2 separate regions of the Gossypium hirsutum genome follow, and region 2 is linked to region 1. Evidence: chromatin contacts called from public Hi-C data. All regions are on one chromosome and are shown on one strand. Each heading gives the region's core, a stretch centred on a gene start, on an enhancer-like site or on the middle of the called end of the contact. The rest is flanking DNA. Distances are from core to core; before and after follow the strand shown.

Region 1 (7,480 bases), core at 2,814-5,313:
ATTACTGAAGTTTTGGGTCCTGAAAGGTATGGTCGGGTTCGATTTCAAGGATCTTTTGTTAGCCCAACCCAATATTTTGGATCCAACTCGCAGCAATACATGGCTTCGGGGAGTTAGGCTCAAGCTGAAGTTCAGAGGTTAAAAGACCATATGGCTCAGATGCAAGCGACCACAGTTGAGGTTCAAAGGAAATATGAAGAACTCCAGCTACAACTTAAAGCAGAGGCGGCAGCGAGGGAAGCAGCGGCTGCAGTGAGGGAAGCAGAGGCTGCAGCGAGAGAAGCAGAGCAGAACAAAAAGTACAACGAACTCCAGCAACAGCTTCAGACTATGATGAAGATGTTTCAGTCGCAACTTCCACCGTCATAGTGTATTGCATAAATATTTTTATTATTTTAACATTTAACATTTTTGCAAAAATAATATGAATTCACTTTTATTTATTGATATTAATATTATTTTATTCGTTTGATTTGAAATATTATATAAATTTATTGCTTTTGGCTGGTTTAGATTTGGTTGCTCTTGATTTGTTGCTACAGGAAGGCTGAAAAAATGAAAAATTTAATATAAAAAAATCCCAAAAATAGTGGTGTTTTTGTATAAAAGCGCCGCTAAAGACCATGTTCTTTAGCGGTGCTTAGAAAAAACCGCCGCTAAAGACCATGTTCTTTAGAGGCGCTTAAACAAAAACGCCGCTAAAGAATATGGTCTTTAGCGGCGTTTTTGTTTGTAAATGCTGCAAACGTTTGCGACGTTTTCGTTAGCGGCATTTTTTGCGGCGCTTGTGGAAGCACCGCAAATACCTTTAGTGGCGTTAAAAAGCGCCGCTAAAGACCTGTTTTGGTGTAGTGACAATTGATATAGTTGTAACTAGTAGTAATTGAGAAAAAATAAAGTTATTACATTTTTTTCTCAATTTTAAGATAAGGGTAAACTATCAAAATAATCATTTTGTTTGTCTCAGGTTATATTTTAGTCACTCATATTTGAAATGTTATATTTTAGTCACTTACATTATCGTGTTATAACATTTTAGTCACTAAGCATTAATTGACGTTAACGGTGTAAAGATAAGTTGACGTGACACATTAAAGCATCATTTAAAATGAAAATTTTAAATTAAATTATACAATTCGTCCCTATATTTTTTCGTTTTAAGCAATTTAATTTTTTTCCTTTATGTTCTTTGAACTTTTTTTTTCATTCTCTTCTCGCCTCCCTCTATTTTCCTCAATTCTCAATTTCTTTTAACGTAGGTTTTTTTATGTTTTTAATTTGTTAATACTAGTCCCTATACTTTTATTTTTTTGAACAATTTAATTTTTTTCTTTTTATTTCTTTATTTTCCTTTTCTTCTTCCTCTTTATTTTTCTTTTTTATCACATTCTTCACTACAAAAACATAATCTTTGCCCACCAAACAAACCAACTCCTTGTTTATTTCACATGATTCCTAAATTGAATTTCACTCAAAACCGAATATCAATCATTGTTAATCAAATCTTGATTTGAATATAACATAATTTTGAAACTAAAATTTGATCTAACTTATCAATATAAAAAACCATATCTTTAATCAAACCTAAACATAAATTGAATTCTTTGTATTCAAAATGATTTTATTTTGTTTCCAAACTTTTACAGAATCGTGTAGATTATTCCTTTCTTTTTCTTTTATTTTCTGATGAATAAAATTAAGTAAATGATAAAATTGATCTAAATCTTCTTGGATATTTCCAAGCAAGCTTAATTGGAAGCCAAGCATGGGTAAATTGAAGAGAGAAAGGGAGCATGGAATCAAACTGGTTTGGGTAAAGTAGAGGGTAAGTTTCTTATGGTGGTCATTTTAGTCATTAAGAGTGTAGAGTTTGTTTGTAGAATCCGTAAAACAACATAGTTTTGAGAGGGCAAAAAGGTTGTAGGTAAGATAAATAAGGTGACTGTGGGGGTTGGTTAGGAGTTTAAGGGAACTGGCTCGGCAAACTCTGTTGAGGGTGGATTTCCATAAGTCATGGTTGTCGAGGTCTTCGAGTGAGGTGAGCTTGTGGACTAGGTCATTGAGAGATCCAAATTGGTTCGTTAAAGCGATGATGGACGATGAGGGTTTGTAATTGTGGGCTGAGAATATGCAAAGCAATTTTTATTTTGGTTTCAACTTTCGACTTTTCATTTTTCATAAACATAAAAAAAGTTTTAACAAATTGGAAAAATAGAAAAAAAAATGTGTTAAAAGAGATGGAGAAAGGAAGAAAATAGAGGGAGAAGCAAAAGAGAATGAAAAAAAAAGTTAAAAAAATATAAAAGAAAAAAATTAAATTGCTCAAAACAAAAAATATGGGGACCAATTGTATAATTTAACCTAAATTTTTTGTTTGAAATAATGATTTAACGTGCCACTTTAGTTTATCATTACACCGTTAATGGAAATTGACGACTCAATGACTAAAATGTTATAATACGTTAACGTAAGCGACTAAAATGTAACATTTCAAACTTAAGTGACTAAAATGTAACTTGAGGTAAACAAAAGTGACCATTTTGATAGTTTACCCTTAAAATAAATAGTTTTGATGGTGATATAACAATAAGCTATTCTTTAGGGACTCTTATTTATTTTTTGGCTGAAAATGTTAATAAGAATAGGTGGAGATGACTAAGCTTGTTGGCTGAAAATGCTTTAATAATTTGTTCCATGAATATCAATTATGTAGACCGATGATTGAGCAAAAGATTACAAGATCGAAAGCTATTTGTCAATATTTATATACTACAAGGTTTTTAAATCTATAAAAGAGGTAAAACCAGAGAAACATAACCCAAAATTGAACTGAGCAAACTACAAAATCAAAATGAAATAAGATGAGCATGGGGCTAGTTGAAGAAGGTGAAAATACAGGTGGGGAACTGTGGCTTTGCCATCATACATGGAATACTCGCCTTGCATTCCAACACCAACAGGGAAGAATAAACAGACAAAGAAATAAATATTTTAATGGAAACTAGATAAAGCAGTTTGTCAAACCCTAGATATGTATAAAACACCTTTAACCATAATCTAGTCTTTATTATAGACGGCTTCAAATATGAGATCGAATCAGGGATTCACGCCTGCCGCCCTGCATGGTCCCATTTACATTATCCGATAATTATATTTGATGGGTCCCTGTAATCTTTTTAGCTTTTTCAGATTTGTTTTCTAGTATTTGACATGATTAACTCAATAAATATAGGTGAGAATTGAGGTCAGACAATACAAAATACTACATTATTATTTCTTTTTTATAATCATTAATGGCACGGATTTACGACCTTGCAAGTGGGATTCAACTTCTTCATCATGGATACTATCCTACAAGTTCATCAATTTCCATATCAAAATATAATTAATGTTTTGCACGCGAAAGAAGAAATTATAGATCTTAGGCTTAAAAGGGTAAAAAAGATATCAAAAACTTGATCCTATTCAACAAACATTGGTTTACGGGTGGGGTTATTAGATTTTTTTAAGGCTTTAACTCAGGTTTTTCTACTTTTTAAATTTAGATATTTTCATATATAATTTATCTGGAAAGAATTTTTTATAATAATATCCATGCCGTTAAAATAAAAAAGTCAATTTTTTTTGCTCATTACAAAATGCAAAGAAAAAACAGAAAGAAGCCAAGCAAGAGAAAACGCCTTGACAGATTACAACCAAGCAACAAAGAATTGGTCTGAGGTAACACCCTTCTTGGCAAAAAAATCAACAATAGAATAGGCCTCCTGATGGTGTGAACAAACGACACCTGCAGGCAGCGATCAATAAGACCATCAATGTCATTAAAGAACTTCCAAAGCCTCCAAGGTCGATTACCTCTATCCTGGACCCATGAAAGAGCAGTCACAGAGTCTGAATCAATCAATAAAGAGACTGAATTGATCCAGACAGATTCAAGAAGAGTTTCAAAGCTGTGCGAATAGAGATTAACTCAGTAACATTCAAGTCAAGGCACTCAAGGTGTCCATGGAAGATACCACCAATACGAAAAAAGAAAAAGGCCAGGTCTCAAGTTTGGGCCTGTATTTGGATTTACAAGCTTGAGCTATCTTTTTCTTTAAAATAAATGGGCTGCAGTTTAGAAGGGTCCAGAATAAAAAATGAAAATGGGTTTCAAAGTGACCTTAAAAACTAATTTGACCTTGGAAGGAAACAAATTGAGTTTTCAGAAATTATAGTTCTAAACCCAAAGAAATATGGTCTTCTACAAAATAAATTTTATTCCAATTTTACTCTTTTAATTATTATTATTTTTAATTTTCCTTTTTAACCCTCGATATTCAAATATCTATCCTACCATTTCAAAATTTAAAAAATTAAGCTAAAGTTTAAAATTAATTTCAATTTTATTGCGATTCTAATTCAATTTATCTCAAAACTTCAAATTTTCAAGAAAAAGATAAATTTCCCTTCAATTAAAGCTCTGATTTTAAAATTAAATATACCACAATTTAAATTGAAAATTGAGATAATTATGCCTAGGAGTGCAAAACCATCCTATCTGAATCACAACCCTTGGGAAGAATTAGGCGTCCACAATCATCTTCTTTTAATGGGGATAAAAATTTGTTTTTTCTCCGATAATATTTGCGAATAATAAAAAAATGACTGATAACTCACACGCTTATATTTTTATATAATTTTATTGATAAATTAAAAAAACCATATAAAATATCATATACTGGTTACATTTAGGCATGGTGCACCATTACCAGTTAGCAATGTGTGGCTATTTTACCCATCTAACCTAAAAAATTAATATTTATAAAAATGACCATGGTTCAAAAATATTCATCCAAATGACTTGAAATGAACAGTAAATTTGAGTTTTGGGAACCCAATGTCTGGCACCCCTAGTATTTTAGTCCCATGATTGCTTAATGATTATGTCAGGTTTAAAAAAAATGATTATTTTGATTTTGGGACATGAATTGCCGACATCAGGGTATTTTTTTTTAAACCGTATTATATTGGTATACTGAAATACCAATATTTGAAAAAAAAAGTTTTGGGTTATGGCCATCTAATGGCCCACACCAGAGTACTTTAAAAAAATTTTGGGTGTTGGTAAATAGATGGCTAGCACCAGCACCTTTTTTGTGTCCGAAGACAATTTTTTTTTCCTTTGGCACACTGATAGTTGGCATCACTTTTTTCGGGTCCTGAATTTTTTTTGGGACATTGATGACTGGTACCAACTTTATCAGATTAAAAAAATTGGATTTAGGATACTAATGGCCGGTACCAACTTTATCAGATATATATAGGTGTTTTGTCTTCCAACTGAGTTTTTGTTTGCTTTTTTGTTTGCTTTATTAATTGAAAATCGAGATTAAAAATATCAGTTTTTTCTTTGTTGAGAAGGAAGCAAAAATTTTTGAAGATGATTTCCCATTTTGTTTGTTTATGTTCATTTCGATGGAAAAATGATAAATACAACTGAAGAAGTTTGTGTCTTTCAAAGTCGAAAAAAAAACTAAGAAATGAGATTCAACAAGCATGTTTCACTGACAGATTTAAAACGAAAAATCAGTACAAAGATAGCTACCCGTTGCGGGTAGCAAATGTTGAAACTATTTTACAAATTTCTGGTTTCAATAAATCAGTTCAAGTTCTTGAAAATGGAGCTTGAAAATGATGATGATTTATGGACAATGATAGCAATTTATTGCCCCCTGAGATGGATAATCCCAGCCCAGTTGAGTTGTTCGAGGAGATAGCTAAACCGGATCCCATTCAAGTTGTAACTCCAGCAAGCCAGTGTTCTGGAATTGATTTTGATCTTAACGTCTACTGGGAAGATCAGTTGGGTTGTGAAGGTCAATGCCAACTCCCGAAAATCCAAACATTGGTGGATGTTCGTATAACATCCCAAACTTGTGTACTAGTCTAGGGATCCATCCAGAGGTGTTGGCCACCATAGAAGATGGTGATGAAGGGTCCAATAATGATGATCAGTCCCACCGTGATCCTAACGATGATTTCAATGACCCCGATTTGGATGACATCCCTAAAGACATAAACGAGGAGGGCCCGGTAGAGGGTGAAAATGTAAACTCCCATTTGGCCGGGAACACAGGCCCAGGTATAATTATAAGAATAATCCAAAGTCCTTCATGACTGATGTAGTTCCTGATGCAGCTCTTGCACGCGAGTTCTCAAAATATTCAAACATTGTCCCGGCTTACCTACTTGATGAAGAATTCGATGGTGAAGAGTTGTTTGTATGACAACAATTCAATAACAAGAAAAACTATTTACATGCAATAAAACAACTTAGCTTGAAGTTAGGTGTGGACTATAAAGTGATGAAATTGACGTAGGCTTTATACGTCGGAGAATGTTGAAAAGCCTCAAGTGGGTGTAACTAGCGTGTCTCAGCCGCGTTAATGCAACAAACTCAGATATGGATGATAAGGAAAATAGAATGACTAAACACGTGCACGTCTGCTCGTATGTCACAAGACTATCGAAAGTTAGATGCAAAAACCATATGCAACTACATCATCCCTTTAGAGAAAGAGTCGCCTACCATTTAGGTGTCGGTCCTTATTACGGACATGCAAGCTCAATTCAAGTACAACATGTCGTACCAAAAGGCATGGTTGGCGAAGTAAATGGTGGTGCAGGAGTATGTGCTGGGGACAGTGACTGATTTGCAAACACTGTCGTATAAAGGTCTGGACGAGGAGATACAACTAGGGAAACAAGTTTTTCACCAATATTTTTGGATGTTCGAGCCATGTGTTAGGGCCTTTCCTCACTGTAAGCCGATAGTGCAGGTGGACGAAACCTGGTTGTACGACAAATACACATAAATTAAATGAAATGAAATTTGAAATGAAAATATAAATTGAAATGAAAAAAAAAATTTGACAAGACATATCATGATAGGCTTGTCAAAATAGGGCATCAATTGGTCGGCACGAGTCAGAGCCCAAGTGGCAAGTGGCCTTTGAATGGCCAGCACTATCAGGCTAGGCCTGCTCAGACGTGACCCGACTGGTCAGGGCCTAAAACTTTGATTTGAAAAAAATTAAATGAGAAAAAATTTGAATTTAAATGAAATTTAAAATTTTGAAATAAAATGAAATTAAAATATAAATTGAAATGAAAAAAAACTGAATATGAAAAAAGAATAAATTGAAATGAAATGAAATGTGAAATGAATATGAAATAAAATGTAATTTGAAATGAATCTAAAACGAAATGAAAGTTGAAATGAAAAAAAATTGAAATGAGACAAAAAATTAATAAGAAAAATAAATTGAAATAATAAAAAATAAATTTAAATGGAAAAAAATTAAATGAAATGAAATGTGAAATGAAAATGAAATGAAATGAAAAAAAAATGATAAGACATATCATGACAGGGCTGTGTCAGGCCTGCGTCAAGCTTGTCAAAACAGGCCACCAATTGGCCGTTACCAGTCAAAGCCCA
Region 2 (7,480 bases), core at 2,851-5,350, 98 kb after region 1:
TGCTTGATAACTCGATTTTTCAGGTGATGGGAGATGATATGTAAAAACATTGTCACTTGCTCATGAACAAGCATGTTTCTGGACGACTTCAATCCCCCTAACGATTCTAACATCTCACATAGTTTAAAAAAGGCAGTTCTATTCATCCTAACTTGTTCAATACAGGTCTCGTCACTAGCATATACAAGCTTTTTCACATAATCTCGTTTTGCATAAAAATCTAAGGTGTAGGACCTAATCATTGGTCCATAAGTATGTAGGCTAAGGCTGGCACCCATTCTAAATAAGAACCTTATCGCAATTCTACAGATTTCCAACCATATTGTCAATGCAGCACCAATTCTTTTACGCCTCACACTTTGTGCAATTAAAGGCAGACGAGCCATTACTGCAACATATTAAAATTAGAACTCAGTATCAATCCCCTGAAGTTGCAATTACACATTATCAATATATTTATAAATTATAAAATTTATTCGTCTATAGCAATTTGCATAAATTTTTTGTCTTCGTAATTAAAATTTGTAGGAATATGTATAATTGAACTAAAATTAATTGTTGGTATTTGTTAGATTATAACTAAACTCATTATGATTTAATAAATTATAAAGCATGTTCAAATTTGTAGCTTTTTCTTTTGAGTTCAAAAATAATTTTCAAAAATAATTCTGATTTAGAAAGTTGTTTGTTTGGTATTACATACGGCTCTAACACTTTTGAGAAGCAATTTAAGAAATAATACTATACTAGGCTTAATAATTATTAATCAAATTTTTTTATCAAATTTATTACTAATCATTAAATTTAAGGTAAATTGCACCTAAGGTAATTAAATTGTTAATATATTTAGCTAATGTGTCTCAACATTTCTAAAAACTTAAAAAGAAAAACTGTAAAAATAGACCTTCAAATTAGTTAACTAACTATTAAATCAACATTATAAATGTTTATTTAAAATTTATTTTTTAGACTTTAGAGATGCAAAATTATTAAAATAAATCTCGTATAAGATATCTTTTTTCAATTAATAAAATAGCTAATTCATTCAATTTTTGTTGAGATATTGTTAATCTTCAGTAAGATTTTATCAATTTTAATTTTGAGAACATTTTCTCCGTTGCTGTAACAAAAACATGAGTAATTAACATTATACGCATTTGAAAAGGAATGAACTCTTTATGAATAATTATGTCAATTGAGTGTCATTTTATAATTTGATAATTTATTTGAAAATAATATTATAATCAATTCGAATTAAATAAGAAATTTGAATATTATTATGAAGTATAAAAATTTGCGTTAGCATTTCAATCGGTTGATGTACCGAATTATATTTTAATTAAAATATGAAGATTTAATCTTAAATTTGGACATTATATAAGAATCGAAATTGGAACTTGATTGATTGTTTGAGTCTTTAATAATTAATTCAATAATTAAAAATAGAGAGCTTATTATATAAAAAAAGCCTTGTAAATTAATTCAATAATTATTTGACTCTTTAATAATAACAACATAATTAACCCTTAATCGAATATCTACCTCTACCTCAAGTAACTCTTTTACAGCATTTCATTTCAAAATCTAAAGAATAACAGAACTATATCATACCAAACTTGCAATTAATAATCCCCAAAACAAGCAGGAACCAGAACCTATAAAATAATATCAAAACAGACGCAATAATTTCCAGTTTCATCTTCTAGTCACTAACAACAACTAAACAATTTCTGAATTGAAAAAACAGCACTAACAACATTTTCCACTGTAAACTCCTTCAAACAACAGCAGAGTATCCCAAAACTGTCTGGATTTAAATGGCAATTCACAAGTCTGGATCAGTCATTAAGCTAACTTAGAAAATGAAGCCGTAATTGCTCACTGCCTCAAGTCTGCAGTTAAGCTTATTAACTTTGATTGCAACCAAAATGAACCTAATGGTTCAGTACTACTACCTATGAAATAATAAACATAGCTTAAACAACTTCAATTAACATACTTGCATGCCTTAAAAGTATTTGGATTACATAACAAAGGAAAAGAGACAACAATCTTCCATGTATCAGATGTAAGATATCTATCAAACCCAACACCATTCCACCTAAGCTAAGCAAACTAGAACAAAATCTAGCCAAAAGAGCAGAGCATTACTAACAACAAAGTATAAACAGACCAAACAGACCAAGACGCAACAACAACTAAAATTACGCAAATTCTCCATTGTTTGGAATTTGAGCAGATTAAGTATGCCAAACAACAACTAAACAATCATAAAGCTCATTAGCATGCCAAAGAACAAAAACAACAGATCGAAAGCAGTTAAGTAGGAATAGCAAGGGAGAGCATATTCGTCCCCTCAAGTTTCTCTTCACAAATCGTAGAGGAGTTTTACTTGGGAAGGAAAACTAACCTGTAACCAGGGAAATTGGGGAAGAGTTCGATGAACAACAACCTGTAATAAGAAAAGAGAAATCGATTAACTCAAACAAATAATGCAATACAGGCAAGAATCGAAACAAAGAACTGAAACAAATAATGCAATACAGGCAAGAACCGAAACAAACTATTTAGCCCTAAAATTATGTCTTTCAATCGAACATGCAAAACAAACTTTGGAAAAACCTCTGGAAAACTAACCGGGTGAATGCAAAATTAGGCAAGATTGCGATGAAGAAGGTGTTTGAAATAAGAAAAGGGAAATCGATTTGGGTTAGTGAACAGTTAAAATAAAACAGCAAATCGGTTCCTCCTTCTTGATAAAATAAAGAAAATCAAAGAAACAAACTCAAATCAATGACGGACTGAGTGGAAGGGAAAAGAAATTACCTGTGTAAGGAGGCGTCGAAGAATCTGAAGGCTGAGGACGAGGGCAAAAAATGGAAAAGCAGAGAAGGGGAAAACACGGATTAGGAAATCGGGGATGAGGGAGCGTAATAGTTATTACGCGCAATAACTGCATAGGGGGTAACCGATTACACGCGGATTGGGATTACAGCGAATCAAACGGCCGTTTAGCAGTGGGCCCGCTGCATAGGGGGGAATACGCATGCATACCCCCCAACCAAACGCGCTGTTAAGCTTTGGCCCGGAAGGAAATTTAAAACTAAACTAAGAATATTCTAGAATACCATAATTATACCCCTATTCTGCCCAATCAGAAAACTGATACACATCTTGTTTGCTAGGCTGGCATTTCTTCTTCAAGACGTTTTCACAATTCCAAGGGGAGTATTTAACACTTTGTCTGTTGATCTGCCCATTTCACAGCTTCCCTTTCTTTCTCTTTTTCTCTATCCATTTTCAATCCGGTTATCGTACACTGTCATTTACTCTCTGAAATTCGGCATATTCAGGAACACTATCCACCAGGTATATCTCCTCCCTTTTCTTCATTGATTCTCTAGCTAGTATATGTGTTAAACTATTTGTTGCTCTTGGGATATATTCAAACGTTAAGTTTCTAGATCTGGACATTATTTGCTGGATATCATGTATATATGCTCTGATATGTGATTTGTCCTCTCTGTTTTCCTTGCATTTCTTGATGATTGATAATGAATCACCTTCAATAATGATCTTGGACCATTTCATCTCTATCCCGATTTGGACTGCTCTACGGCAAGCGAGTGCCTCCGCGGCAAAAGCTGAGCCTATCTGGTGATGAATCTCTAAGCAAGATATTAGGGCCTTTCCTTCAGTGTTTCTAACCACTATCCCCGAAGCCGCTTGACTAGATCTTTCATCATATGCTGCGTCAAAATTAATCTTCACTGTCTGATTAGGTGGGTGTTTCCATTTACTGAATTTCTGGGTAATTTTTTATGTTTCTTTTTCACTCTCATCTAACTTTCTGATGTAGCTCTGGAAAAAATTTGCAATTTCTTTCCCAGATCTACTAACTTTCTCATGTTATCTACTATTTCTTTCTCCTCAGATTGTCCATAACGCGCAACAAAATAATCAGCATAAGGAAATGTTATTCTGAGCAAACACCTAGGTTAGCCATTGTAGAAATTCCATATTAGCCTGTAGAAGCTTCTGGAATGATAATTCTGTCCATACTGTCACTGATACAGGGCATTCCCGGAAGAGATCGTCCATCGTTTCCACTACTGATTCACACCGGGGGCAAATGACATTAGTAATTAGCTTTTTGTATTGCATGTTAGCTCGTGTAGGCAAGTAATTCAAGGAGGTTTTCCAAACTGTAATCTTAATTTTGGAGGGTAGATTTAATAGCCATAGTTTTTTATAGAAACTACTTAGTCAGTTTTTAAAGCATAAACACTAGGATCTTCCGACCTTTGTAATAGTTTATAGGCACTACGGACAAAGTATTCTCTCGAGAGTTCACCATTCCAAGCCAGAAAATCATCACGAGGTGCTTTCGCAAGAGGAATATGCAAAATCTTCTCTGCTACTTCATTCAAAAAGGTATTGACAATGTTCTCTATTTTCCAGCTTCTGTTATTAACATCAATAAGCTCAGCAACTTTAAAATCACATAAATTGTTAATAATCGATGATAATCTATAATTTCTTGTATCCAAAATCCATGCATCATGAAGAACTGAGATATTCGTGCCCCTACCCACCTTCCAGCAAAGTCCCTCCCCTAAAATTCCTTTTGCCGCCCATAAGCTTTTCCATGTATACGAGCTATTATTCTTCAAGCGCGAATTTAAAAAATTCTCATTTGGAAAATATTTCACTTTAAGAACTTGCGCAATTAAAGAATTTGGACTATTTAAAATTCTCCATCCTTGCTTTGCTAGTAATAAAGTATTAAATTGGGTCATACTCTGAAAACCCATTCCGCCCTCTTCTTTCGGTCGACACAGAAACTTCCACTGGCACCAACGAATTCCTTTTTCCCATATCCCTTTTGCCACCAAAATTTAGCAAAGACATTTTCGAGGTCCCCACAGAAAGATTTTGGTAAAAGAAAATAAGACATAACATAGGTGGGTATTGCTTGAAGCACTGATTTGATAAAAGCCTCCTTACCCCATTGTGATAATAGTTTGACAATCCAGTCTTCAATTATTGCATGGATCCTCTCTTTAAGATTCTGAAAAGATTCTTTCTTTCGTCTGCCAAGCACATTGGGAAGTCCTAAATATTTCTCCGGATTTGTTGAACTTCTTACCCCTATTAATGACGAAATTTTACATTTTCTTCCTTCCAATGTGTTTGAACTATAAAAAATCGTAGATTTGTTAAAATTCACACATTATCTTGAGCACTTTTCATATTCCTTCAAAATACCTTTTAAAACCATCGCTCTATTACGTGTTGCTTCTCCAAACAATATACAATCATCTACAAAAAGCAAGTATGATACCGCTGGACCCTGCCTGCTAGCCTTTGCGCCTTTTAATAGACCCTCTTTTGTTGCCAATCTCATCAACGATGAAAGGCCCTCACTACAGAAAAGAGAAAGAAAAGGACTCAGAGGATCTCCTTGTCTCAACCCTTTAGTAGATTCAAAATTTTTTCCTCTTCCTCCATTAATGTTTACTACATTCGAAACTGTGGTAATGCATTTCAGAATTAATGCCACTCATTCTTTAGCAAAATCCATCTTTAACATTACTTCCTTTAAAAATTCCCATTCAACTCTATCATAGGCTTTGCTCATATCTAGCTTCACTGCCATATATCCTTTCTTCCATGTATGCTTTAGTCGGAGAGTGTGCAAAATTTTATAAGCCAAAAGCACGTTATCAGAGATTAATCTGCCAGGGACAAAAGCACTCCGAGTCGTATCAATACATCTCCCAATTACTACTTGAAGTTGATTGGCTAGTGTTTTGGCCACAATTTTGTAAATAACTGTGCACAAGCTAATAGGCCTATAATTAACGAGATTTGTAGGGTTTGGGGTCTTTGGGATCAGCACTATATCTATTGAATTGAAAGAGCCAAAATTTTAATCTTCATTCAAAATTCCTAAACAAAAGGTTGTGATGTCTTTACTAACGATGCGCCAGAATTTTTTAAAAAATAATACGGAAAAACCATCGGGTCCTGGTGCTTTAGTAGGCCCCATACTTTTCAAGGCCACATACACTTCGTCTGCTGTAAATGTTGACAGTAGAAAAGTATTAATATTTTGTGGAATACTATTGTCAATACCCATCAGTAACCTCATATATCTCAATCTTATCAGTAACCTCTCCTCTTTCATCAAGTTCCAGCCTAGATATTGTGTTTACTCTTTTACGATTTGAGGCATATTTGTGAAAAAAGGCTGAATTCTTATCTCCTAGTTTAAGCCAGTTTGCCCTTACCCTCTATTCCCAATACATTTCCTCTTTATCAATTTCCATATTAAGATGAATTTTAGTATCAATAATCTTTGCCAATGTATCATCATCCCTTTCTTTCTCAATCAGTATCTCTAAGTCCTTAGTAAGCTTCCTCTTGAGCCCCTCTTGCCTTTTTTTAATTTTTCCTGCCCAGCCCACTTACTAACCAATCTCCACTTACTAACCATGGAAATGATTGTTGTTGACCCAAGTTTTTTAGCAGAATCGAAGAATCATTCTTCTTATGAACATAATGTGAGCCATAAAATCCCGTGAATCTCCATTCTTCTTTGACGCCTTCCGCCTTTAATGTGACATCAATGTGGCTTTTTGAAAAACTTCTCAAATTGACCGAGATATCTGCTTTCCATGCCAAACATAATCTACCACGAGAACCCTTTACCTCAACATCAATCCTGTTCAGTAATCTATAGCTCCTTCTAACCTTCTCCATACATTTTTTTATCAATTTTTGTCTCCAAAAAGAAGACCAAATGGGGATTTTGCTACTTTAAAAAATACCGCACCCTTCTTACTGCCCGTGGACTCCCCAATCCACGGACATTCTAGCTTAAGATTTTTATTACGTTCGGTCAGCTTGCCTCTTGGCAGCCGTCGGTCCTATAAAATTTGAATTGACACTTTGCTCTAAATTTTCTATCTCCATACTTGTTCGAACATCACTTCGATTCGCTACTTCTTCATGTTTCAGTCTTTTTGCTCCATCATCATCTTCAACTTCTGTGCATAAGACTCTGATTATCTCTTCTAGGGATTTCCTCTTTCTCGTAATAAATTCTTCCTTTTTTTGATTCAACGTAGCCACTTGATATAATCTTTTCCAGCTTGTCTTTTTTGCTGAATTTAAATTTGTAACCAGCTTACTGTTACTTGCATCACCTTTTCGTCTTTATTAATTGCGTCTCCTTCCCCATGTTCCATTGGTTCTTCCTTCAATCCTACCAATTTAAGTTCTCTTGAGACCTCCAAAACATATTATTCCCATATACTGCTATTTTGGCATAATTCAATGGCGACTCTGAACTATCAGTATAAGAGTATTAGGATGCCTTCTTTTTGAAGAGTGTATTAAATTTCATATTTTCCTTCCCAATTAAATTTGATTCTGCTTTTAGTGCTGCAAAGTATGGAGGATCATCTCTAATTTT

What was found. A called contact is a pair of places that touch in the nucleus more often than the background predicts.
Region 2: a Hi-C map of leaf shows a contact between it and region 1, with 2.5 times the contacts expected there. The contact joins the promoter of LOC121223170 here to the enhancer-like site in region 1. A contact is called at or near these places in 5 of 34 Hi-C or Micro-C datasets (callus, hypocotyl, leaf and 1 more).

Annotation. Positions count from the first base shown.
Region 1 is chrD11:29,570,423-29,577,902 of Gossypium_hirsutum_v2.1, forward strand. No RefSeq gene overlaps it. Among protein-coding and RNA genes, the nearest start is that of LOC107913352, 16 kb to the left of the region's middle. Within about 2 kb of position 4,064, at least 8 of the 9 cell types and tissues checked have an H3K27ac peak or open chromatin away from gene starts, as enhancers often do. A contact at or near this core is called in hypocotyl and leaf, where this site is marked.
Region 2 is chrD11:29,668,367-29,675,846 of Gossypium_hirsutum_v2.1, forward strand. LOC121223170 reads right to left here and starts at 4,101. Exons shown (of 2, transcript XM_041104266.1): 1 at 4,063-4,101; 2 at 3,310-3,807. The coding sequence starts at 4,101. The coding sequence ends at 3,310. LOC121223171 reads right to left here and starts at 6,765. Exons shown (of 3, transcript XM_041104267.1): 1 at 6,497-6,765; 2 at 5,269-5,426; 3 at 4,796-5,151. The coding sequence starts at 6,765. The coding sequence ends at 4,796.